3 separate regions of the Mus musculus genome follow, and regions 1 and 3 are each linked to region 2. The links are chromatin contacts, called in public Hi-C and HiChIP or PLAC-seq maps. All regions are on one chromosome and are shown on one strand. Each heading gives the region's core, a stretch centred on a gene start, on an enhancer-like site or on the middle of the called end of the contact. The rest is flanking DNA. Distances are from core to core; before and after follow the strand shown. Region 1 has its middle 600 kb from the start of 5031426D15Rik. Region 2 has its middle 190 kb from the start of Gm30904. Region 3 holds the start of Celf2 (CUGBP, Elav-like family member 2).

Region 1 (3,550 bases), core at 801-3,300, 1.0 Mb after region 2:
CCTGTCCCATCACCATGTCCCCCCCACCCCATTCTCCCTCCCTTTTGACTCTAAGAGGATGCTTCTCCCACCAACCCATTCACTCTAACCTCACTCTAGCATCTCCCTTCTCTGGGGCATCAAGCCTCCACAGGTAGATATATTCTTAACCCTAAGTATTCTTCCTAAAGTTTCAAATAGCATGTGAATATATTTTTATGATTTGTGTGTGTGTGTGTGTGTGTGTGTGTGTGTTTCCAAAAAGACTAGAAGAGGGTGCCAGGTCCCTCAAAACTGGAGTCAGAGGTAGCTATGAGTCACTGTGTGTAGGTACTGCAAATCAGTCTAGAACTCCTGAGGAACAACCAATGCTCTCAACCATTCAGCTGTCTCTCTAGGCTTGTAGATAATTTTTAAGTCCCTCTTTTCCAAATTAGGTTACAATAAATATTTGTAACTCATTACTGTACCACAGGCTAATGGAAGCCATTAAATAAGGGGGAAAGTTTACAACAGATATAACAGAAATATAATGTAGACAGAGGAGAAAGGAAAGCCAGAAATGAGTCTTATGGTATACAGGGAAAGACATAAGAAAGAATACAGGAGTGTTCACCAGATGGGAAGTCAGCACCTAGAGAGCCCACGTGTGAGGACAAGAATGGGAGTCACCTTCCAAGAACAGGAAAAGAGATAAAGACATAAACTAACAAAGGCCTAAAGAACAAATTTATACAGATACAGACAGGAGAAAGCCTTGAAAGAGGGATCAGGGAAAAGTAATAGAATATGGGATCAATAGCTTTTGTTGGATTATATTTTCAAGACCAGAAGAGGTCATGTGTGTGTGTGTGTGTGTGTGTGTGTGTGCACTCTAATTGTGATGAATATACACATGCATGTGCCCTTGCACTAATGGAAGTCCAAGGAGGACTTCAGTGTTAGTCTTTATCACTCATCTCACACTTAGCCTGGAGCTACACTGGTAGACAACAGACCCCAGGAGAAGCTAGACCACACCCTAGAGCAGGGGACTTATAGATTTCTTTGTTGCTCTGCTCAGATCTCTACATTGTTGTTTCCTAATTTGAACTCGGGTCCTTGTACTTGCGGGTGGCTCCTGCCTACCCACTTAGCCACCTCTCCAGCACCACCACAGCAGAAACAAATGCTAGTGATGAGACAAAACTAAATAAAGACATAAATGGAGTAATTAGGAAGAGAATCCAACAGGAAAAGAAAGCCATTAATAAAGATACCTAAGGACCCCTCCGGGATACAACTTGAAAGCAATAGAACTGGGAGGAGGGACACTGCTTACAAAATCAGGGAGGACCTGTGTGGATTTGATCAGGTATGTATAGTCTATGTTTTCTCTTATAACTCTGCCCTCTCCTATATATCATATTAAAAACTCCATCACATAATGGATTAACTAAACTATGCCAGTACAATTAAAATTCATGGAGACATTAGGTGGTACTTGTGTGCTTCTTCTTTGGGTCAGTCACATGCTAGTAGCATTTGCTAATTCCTGCTAAGGAGCAACTTTCTAAAATGTCAGGAGTGAGTATAAAAGTAGCCCATCCCATAACCTCATTTATTCGTTTCTGCAATTCAGGCAGCTTTCTTCAACATCACGATGTGTGACCAGGATTTTTCTTTTATGGTAACATGGCAGATGCAGGCAGGATTGAAAACCTTCAGTGTCTTACATATGGTTTGGAAACAAAATGCAGCAACCCATCTTGGTACCCATGCAGGACTCCTTTGTGTTCAGAGTTGCCTCTGAAGTTATTTTCGGAACATCGTATGGATTTTTCGTTGAAACATCTGTGTTAACTTTTATTATCCCTGGTCTGCTTTGTAATTTTGGAAACAGATATAAAGAATGAGCAACCCAAAGCACAGTAATATAGTGGGAAGCATCCTTCATAAGTCAATTGAGGAATTTAATAATCTCTTTAGAAATAAGCTCTGCAGCTATGAGAAAAATGTGTGGGTTAAAGGCCTTCCAATTAAGAAAGGTTTCTCTGTGGATTTATAGGCTGGTGGTTCACTCTTCCTGTTCGTGTTTCCATAGCAACTGTCAGGTAGATTTTCTGCTACTTGCTAGGAAGTTGGAAATGTTGAGTCTGGTTGAGCCTTTTCAATTCAGTGAAGCTTAAATGAAATTCTTTGCAAGGAACTGGCATTTAGCCTGGGTCATTTATTCATATCTAGAAGGAAAAAAATCAATTATAGTAATCAAATGTGCAAATTTTTTATTGGTATTATTTTGGGTACATATTTTGTGCTGTAATCTATTTTTAATGCCAGGGTGCTAAAGGTTTTAAGGCTGCAGCTGGCCTCTTTGCTTTCTGATGGCTTGTGGCTTTAATTACAGCCCAAGACATAGGAAGGCATGCCTTTTTTTGGTCTATTTTTTTGCAAGCTATAATCACCCCTGGTGATATTCAGAAGCGCACGAGGATCCAGAAGGCTCATTAGTTTGAGACACCTATACTGCACAAAACACTGTGTACAACCTTTTATTCTTTTTATTTTTCTTGTTCCATTGGTTATTTGGATTAAAGCCTGGGGATATAAATAATGTAGATGCTATTATTTAAACTTCTTGTGAGTACAGTGTCTTCGTTTTCCCTTCAGATTAAACCCAGTTGGGCGTCACTCTCTGTGGTTAATTTCAACCCACATTGACTGATGCCTGACAGCTCCACGTAGGATGGTCTCCTTTAATCCTTGAAAAGGGAAAAGAAAAGAAAGAAAGAAATATCAAGCCTGTAGGAGGGCAAAGGGAGGAGCGCTTTATGTAACATCCAACATGTGCCACACAAAGGACAGACATCTGAGGGCCATTACTCAATGTGTCTTTTTGTTAGCCTCTTTGCTCACTGGCGCACAAACATCAGTTTCTACAGAAAATAAGGTGCAGTCTTTACCTCACAGGGTCCTGGGGTTTTGTCTGCCATCTTCTCTGTGAACGCTTCCTCTGTCATTTACAAACGTGCCTTCAGAGAGATATTTCAGAGCCTTTCGTTCTGTCCCTATTCTTTTCTCTTGTCATTTATATGGCACACTTCTATCTATTATGTTGACAGTTCATAATGCTATAATTGACTATTGGTAATAATACAAGGAAAGGCAGGGAAAGAGTATGGCAGAGACAGAAACAGGAAGACAGACAGAGAGAGAGAGAGAGAGAGAGAGAGAGAGAGAGAGAGATTTTAATTCAAAGTTGAAATGTTCTTTTTTTTTTTTTTTTTTTTTTTTTTCCTCCTCTATGGTCTAGAAACTGTGCTTTCTTCTGTTAAGCTAAATAAAAACTTTCTCAGGAGAGCAATTGAAGTCGAAGGAAGCTCAGCCTTCAGTCGCTCTGCTAGGAAGTGGAAATGAAGTTGCTCAGCCCCGTTCTCAACTTTATTTACTCTAAAAGGTGGGCAATTTTCTCTTAGAATCAATTGTATTTGGAGCTGCGTGGCTCTCTCAGAGGAAGATGGATCTGTACTCAGGAGCAGAGAGAGGAGGAGGGCTCTGTTCAGGATCCTTGTGGCTGAGGGCTGAGAGATGA
Region 2 (3,586 bases), core at 293-2,792:
TAATGTGTCTACTGTAGAAAAATTTGCGAGGCTAGATAAATAGTTCAGAGGTTAAAGGCACTCGCTGCCCTATCAAGGGACTTCAGTTCCCAACATGTACAATGGCTCACAAATCCCTATAACTGCTACTCCAAAGGGTTCATCTCCTCTTCTGGTCTCTGTATGTATTACAAACATGGATGCATAGACATGGACAAAGACAGACAAATAATTCAACTTCTATTTTTTAACAGATACATTTATTTATTTAAGGTTACATAATGATTATTGTTTATTAGAAGCTTTAATGGCTACAAAACATATAAATTGAAAATAGATTAAGATATTCAACTGTTTGTGTGTTATTGAATGTCAAGGTTGTTGTTGTGCTTGTTGTTGCTATGTTCTTGCTTGTAGTATTTAATTGTGCTGTGGGAAGTCGCATATTTGTGAATATTTCCCTAGCAGGTACCTCTTTGCAAATAGTTTTGGTTTGTGGAAATATCTCTTTCTTCTTTGCTGCCATTATTTTGCTTTTAAAATAGACTTTTATGGGGCTGGAGAGTTGGTTCAGCAGTTAAGAATATTAGTTGCTCTTGTGGAACACCTGGCTTTGCTTTCCAGCACCCATATAGTGACTTACAAACAGCCCTACTTAGATAGTTTCAGGGCATTTGATGCCTTTGATCCTAAAGTCACCAGGTACACACAAGGTGCCCATACATACATTCAAGCTTCCCTATCGCTTTCTCTGTGACTTCCTGTACACTTCTACTTATCTCTGGAATAGTCTGTGTTACCCTGACTTCTCATTTTCTGGGGTATACTAAGGCAACTCTACTTTACCCAGAAGCTTGTACATATAGTAGTTGCTATCCACTTGATTTTTTTAAAAACAAAATTTTGGAATACTCCTCACATTTTTGATAGAACTACTACTTAAAATGGAAAAATTATTTATTCATAAAAACAGATTTAATATGTGATACAAATACTGACAAATATGTAGCCAAAAAGTTAATAGCTATATACTTAAAATATATATGGTTAGCCAAAGTTTATAAAATTTTTAATTAGAAAGTGCCAAAAATCCATCTAGTTACAGTGATAAATTGTGCATTTAATATAGAAGTTACTATTATTTGCCATTAAAAATAAATACTGTTTTGATTAATTATTTGTTACTAAGTGTCTTTACAGAATTTGTTGGACATTGTGTCAATCAGCAGAAGTAGTGTAATTAAACAATATTATCAAGATGAGTTAAAATAATGTAATCACATTACATTATTTAACTAAATTTTAAAATCTAAAGAAAATGTTTTATAAAATTTGTCTTTAAAATTGTAAATATTTTATAGCATTTTATTCTTTGATATGGATTCCTAAATGACAGGATTTAACATTGTGATTAAAGCAAAAGTATGGAACAATTGTTTTAAAAACTGGCATTAGAGGGCACTGTTGGATGCCTTGTAGCAACTACAAAACTGAATGCACAGATCAGTTGAGGAATTTTTATGGGGTTAAACTTTAAAACGTTTTAATTTTCAAACCCACATGTAGATTTAGAGACTATTTTTGCCATAGAAAGATGAGAGAGCCAGGGAGGGGGAGAGGAGGAAGAGAGAAGAAGGAAAAGAGGGAGAGCATACAGAAGAGAAAAAGAGATGGTAGAGGGGACAAAGGAAAGAAAGGAGGGAAGGAGGGAGGAGGGGAGGGAGGGAGGGAGGGAGGAAGGGAGTCATCAATCTATTGGATGAGTCACACTGACATTGTGAAGTGAAAAGGGGAATGGAAGATAAAATTAAAAATCAGAATCCTTAGAAATATTTTTTGTTTAAAAAGCTAGGTATATTAGGATGGATTAAAAAAGAAATATAAAAATCTACTATTGTAAAAGCTGAGATGCCTAAAATATATACAAAAGTAAATAAAAAGGAAAGAGGAGAGCTACTTCAAGGGAAGAATAGCAAGTGGGGGTAGGGGAAACAGGGGAAGACAATGGAATCAACTATGAACACGGCATATTATGTGGGTGAAAGGTCCCAACTAAATTCATGATTCAAATAAAAAAAAAAAGATAGAGTAGAACAACCACGATACTGCGCGTTTAGATCATTTGCTTAGTTCTCTTTAGAACAGTATGATCTGGGCATACTATCCCGTGGAGCTCTCAGACTCTGAACCACCAACCAAAGAACGTACAGGGGCTAGACATATGTAGCAGATGCGCAGGTTGATCTTAATGTGGGATCCGAATAACTGGAGCGGGATCTGTCCCAAAGCTGTTGCCTATACGTGGGAGAGGTTCTACTAGCTAGGTGGTCTCCTCAGGCCTTAATGGGAGAGGGAGTGTGTGCCTAGCCTCGCAGAGGCTTGAAGTGCCTGAGTGAAGGGAAACCCAGAGGGGTCCTACTGGCTCAGAGGAGAAGGAGAGGTGAAGAGGTGAAGGATTATGGGTGGGAGTGACCAGGACAGGGGCTGTGAGCTGGATGTAACGTGAATCAGTTAAAAAAAGAAGAAAAAAAAAAGGAGAGAGAGAGAGAAAAAAGAGAAGAAACATCATTGCCAAAAGGTCACTTTGGATGTCACCCAGGGTGCAGAACAGTACTAGAAAAGACTGATTTTTGTCATTACATTGTAAAATTATCACTGTAACTATTCCCTCCCTTGCTGAGCACAGGAGGACTATAATTAAATGTTTGGTTGCAGTGTTTTTAGAATGTATGGTTCTTTTGTTTGTTCACTCAAGATTATAACCCAAAACAACTGTAGAAGCCACAGTCAAGCTTGGAAACACAATCTTCTCTAGTAACTAATAAGTACATTCCCTGAACTCCACTAACATGAAACTGTCGCTAAGTGCAAAGAGAAGCTAGAAAAAGTCTTTGTGTATTTTCGGGCAAATCATTTTCTTTTGAATGTATTAAAGTTGTCTATGTTCTTATTCTTGGATACACAAAAACACAATTGTTATTAGACGCGTTCTCACGACCGGCCAGGAAGAACACCACAGACCAGAATCTTCTGCGGCAAAGCTTTATTTCTTACATCTTCAGGAGCCAGGGTGCAGGAAGCAAGAGAGCAAGAAGCAAGAGAGAGAGAAGCAAGAGAGAGAGAAGCAAGAGAGAGAGAAAACGAAAACCCGTCCCTCTTAAGGAGCATTCTCCTTCACCTCGGACGTGTCACTCCCTGATTGGCTGCAGCCCATCGGCCGAGTTGACGTCACGGGGAAGGCAGAGCACAAGTAGTCATAAGATACCCTTGGCACATGCGCAGATTATTTGTTTACCACTTAGAACACAGCATGTCAGCGCCATCTTGTAACGGCGAATGTGGGCGCGGCTCCCAACATCTCCCCCTATCCTTTTAATAAGAGCAAATAGGCCACCCATATTAATGAGAGTGGAGATAGAGGTCAAATCCCCAGTGTGTAGGTAAAGGAGCCATGTACAGGATTAGCTCTTAGGCTCACAGGCTTTTACCCAGAGCAACCCTGACCTGCTCCCGTGTCGTTTTGCCTGGGGGAAGGGAACTAGGACACTGAACCTTCTTGAAAGATGACATGTCTCCCTAGAATAGGCTCATATATGCCGCAGAGCCT
Region 3 (3,547 bases), core at 702-3,201, 1.7 Mb after region 2:
ACAGTTCTACTTTCCCTGTCAGACAAACTCACAGCAGATGTCCATGCGACCATTCACTTTTTATTAATATTTGCACTGACCAAACACACCCAGTTTCACAGGCTCTTCACGTGCTTTAAAATAAATTAGCAGTTGGTGGCTCCATTTAACTACAGGGCAAAGAGAGCTACAGGGAGGTCAAGAGCCTTCTGCTCTGACACTCCCACAAGCCATAAGGGGAAGAAGGTCACAGTCTATTTCCTCAAGGTCTCTCCAGTTCCAAGTTCATTTACATGAACTTTTCCCACTTCAAAGGAGCATGTTGCATTTCATACAGTAGCCTTCCCTGGCAAGGTCATTCCTTCTCATATGTTCACTTGGTGATTTTCATATCGTGTAATGAAGCAAAGACCTGGGATGATGGAGTTGTCCTTAAGATGAGGCTCTTGTTTTGGGACTTGATCTTTGTCAAGTGGTTTGCCATGTCTTAGTGATGTGTAGAAATGGGAATGGCAGTTGTCTATCCTTTCTTTGTTTCCATAGTCTAGGATGCACCAGTCAGGAATGTTGTGTAGCAGAGCCTGAGGAACTCTTCCCTCTACACTCTCCCCAGATCTCCCGACTGTGGATAAGACCAAGTTCAAAAGTCAGAGATCTTACAAGATACTGGGTATATTATTTAAGGTCCTCAAATATGGGGGAGAACAAAACCCACCATCATTTTCTTCACTCTTAGTCCCGGTTATATTTCAAGTCCAGAATTTTACTAGGAAAGATACACTTTGTGCCGATATAGGATGGGGTGAGCATTCAGGATTCACACCAGTCTTTGTTGACTCAGGTCTGTTTTGAAATGTTCTAGGTTATTCCATAGAAAGTGAGGGTTTTCCCAACTTCCAAGGTCAGTGTGCATCCCCTGGAGTGACGTCCGAACTTGCCCTTTTGGATGACTATGTGTGCAGTCCATAGAGTTCTCTCTCTCTCTCTCTCTCTCTCTCTCTCTCTCTCTCTCTCTCTCTCTGTGTGTGTGTGTGTGTGTGTGTGTGTGTGTGTGTGTGTGTGTGCTTAACTTACTGTTTGACTTCCTAGTTATTTATGGAATGATTCCTACTCAAAGAAACAGAAAGGGGAATGTGTATTTTCTCTGGTCCACTTTATGTTCAAAGGCTCAAGAATATAGTGAAGCAGAGTAGCAAATTTTCTTGTTTTGGGGAAAAAAAGCCACTCATTAGCCTTTCAGGAATGAAGCTGCTGTATCTGTCAATTACGCATTCAGTGCGACCAAACAATCTTTGTGTTGCCTGCTGGCTTTGATGCCTGGATTCTGGTGAATGAAGCTCTTAATTTATAAGAACTCTGGCATACAGAGAGTTAAAACACTTCCCAGTTTCTTAGCCTCTGTTCTCTGCATCTATGGTCCAGGGTGAGGCTGAGGGTCTTGACCTTGTCACTCTTTCTAAGGACAAGAGGAGAGGAACAGATGAATCCAACTGTGAATGCAGTGTCCCAGAAAAGAGAGGCAAAAATCCTTTTGAGCACACTGACCTGTTCAAATCTCAGTCCTCTGGGATGCTCTGCTGATAGTTGATAGTGAACTGTGCTGTGAGATTGGTTTTGCTAACATACACACACACACACACACACACACACACACACACACACACACACACATATATATATATATGAAATCACATGTCACTGAGTTGCTTAAAATCTTCCCAGTTTTTAAGATGGTAATTAGGAGATCCAATGCCAGGCTTGAGTGCATGCAAACAAGCTCTCTCTAGAAGACACAGCACACCAGTGCAAAAACATGCCTAGATAACATAACTTGTCGGAGAGGATTATTTCTTCCCAGTGAGTCTGCAGGAGCCCTTTTCTGTACTATTCAGCATTTGAGAGGAGAGAGGGAGAGAGAGAGAGAGAGAGAGAGAGAGAGAGAGAGAGAGAGAGAGAGAGAGAGAGAGAGAGGAGAGGGGGCGCATTAGTGAATAGCGACTGTGGCATTGATGTTTGAGCGCACTTCTGAACTGGCTTTTGTTGAGACTATCAGTGTAGAAAGCATGCGCTGTCCCAAATCCGCTGTTACTATGAGAAATGAGGAGCTGCTTTTAAGGTATGTTGTTGGGTCCTTTGTTTTTAACATAGGCTTTTCTAGTTTTGAGAGCTGGTGGAGACGCCAATCTTGCCCTGAATCAAGCAGCTTCCTTATCTTAGAAGAGAAAGAGAGAGAAAAAAGAATCTAAACAGAGAGAGGGAAATGAAATTGAGACCAAGAGATTGGGAGGGAGAGCGAGCAAGCCAGGGAGAGAAAGGAGAAGGACTGCTGTGAGGGAGTTGTGTGTGTACTAGTTGTCTTTTGAAAGCAGACCATGCATTTGCTCCCCGCTACCTATGAGCAGCCAGTGGATGTTTTAAGGGTTCCGAATCTGGCTGTTGGTTCGTCTTTTCCTTTGCAATGTCTAAGCCTCTTTCATTATTATGCACTCTGCATGGAATAATCATCGAAAAAGGAGCTGAGGAGACTCCATATTAGACTTGCGTTCCAAATACCACTCTAATCTGGACTTAGACACCTAAATAGTCCTCTCGTGTTATCAGGTTTGGATCACTTTATCCTGCTTGCCAAAATGTGTACCTGTTTGGAGACCTCTGTTCATGCATGGCGTCCTGGGTCCTCTTGTGCGGGAAAGCAGATACCTGCTTCCTGCATGGGTGGTGGGGTTCTATCATAGACCGAGAAGGAGACACAGCTGACCTTTTGGGAAGCGGAGAGAGAATTATGATAGAATTGGCATCCTGCTTTTAAAAATGCAGTCTTTTGTTTATTTGCTAGCAGACATTGTAGCACTGAATACATCTTTGGGTCTGACAATGGGACCGGTGGAACAATGGAGCTGTCAAACTAGCTTAATGCATGTCTGGGGCTGGTTTTCTGTTTGTTTGTTTTTTTTTTCCAGCACCCCCTTTTATCTCCTATAATCTTGTTGTGTGGACTATCAGAGGGAAGCTTTGGGTCTGCTTATTTGTGGTTTTATGCTTTTAAAAATTTATTATCTGCCGTTCTCAGAGCTTTTTGCATTTTGCAGTTATGTTGGCTGGATTAAGTTAGAGATTTATGGCTTGCCTCTCTGTTAACTACAGAAAGAAAACTTATTGATTGAGGATGCTTGTAATACTATTATCATTGTGGCAAATGCCTTGTTGATCAGACCTGCTTCTACAGTATTTACCGCCGAGGATTTTAAATGCTCCCTTTTTTTGGACCTAGGGAATGTAGCATAAAAGAGAAGTTAAGAAGGACATACTTAATGCTCAAGTAATCAGTATTCCTAGTTTTTAGCTTCCCCTTTGGCATCCACAGACAAGCAGTTTAGAAATCCAAGAATAAGAACTTTTGCCTTTCCAATTTTGGTCACCAACTATTGTTCTGTTACTTTGTTAAGTGAAAGGTTTCGATGGAATATATTGATCTTTGATTTGATGTTTATATTCTTACAAACTGCATTTCTATGAAAGGCAAGTATTTCACGTGTATTCGGATGCCCTTCATTTCATAAGATAAACT

What was found. Hi-C and Micro-C count contacts between places; a contact is called where the count stands out from the background. HiChIP or PLAC-seq counts read pairs in DNA pulled down with a chosen protein or histone mark.
Region 1: a Hi-C map of forebrain shows a contact between it and region 2, with 2.9 times the contacts expected there. The contact joins two enhancer-like sites. A contact is called at or near these places in 2 of 484 Hi-C or Micro-C datasets (cerebral cortex and forebrain).
Region 3: a contact with region 2 is called in an H3K4me3 HiChIP or PLAC-seq map of forebrain, with 31 times the contacts expected there. The contact joins the promoter of Celf2 here to the enhancer-like site in region 2. A contact is called at or near these places in 4 of 39 promoter capture datasets (cranial neural crest, frontonasal cranial neural crest, hippocampal neurons and 1 more), 2 of 484 Hi-C or Micro-C datasets (cerebral cortex and forebrain) and 5 of 115 datasets of contacts at active chromatin or transcription factors (SST interneurons, astrocytes, embryonic forebrain and 2 more).

Annotation. Positions count from the first base shown.
Region 1 is chr2:7,529,886-7,533,435 of GRCm38.p6, reverse strand. No RefSeq gene overlaps it. Among named protein-coding and RNA genes, the nearest start is that of 5031426D15Rik, 600 kb to the right of the region's middle. Within about 2 kb of position 2,050, at least 16 of the 459 cell types and tissues checked have an H3K27ac peak or open chromatin away from gene starts, as enhancers often do. A contact at or near this core is called in forebrain, where this site is marked.
Region 2 is chr2:8,534,972-8,538,557 of GRCm38.p6, reverse strand. No RefSeq gene overlaps it. Among named protein-coding and RNA genes, the nearest start is that of Gm30904, 190 kb to the right of the region's middle. Within about 2 kb of position 1,542, at least 14 of the 459 cell types and tissues checked have an H3K27ac peak or open chromatin away from gene starts, as enhancers often do. A contact at or near this core is called in forebrain, where this site is marked.
Region 3 is chr2:6,883,400-6,886,946 of GRCm38.p6, reverse strand. Celf2 (CUGBP, Elav-like family member 2) reads left to right here and starts at 1,951. Exons shown (of 14, transcript NM_001110228.1): 1 at 1,951-2,095. The coding sequence starts at 1,989.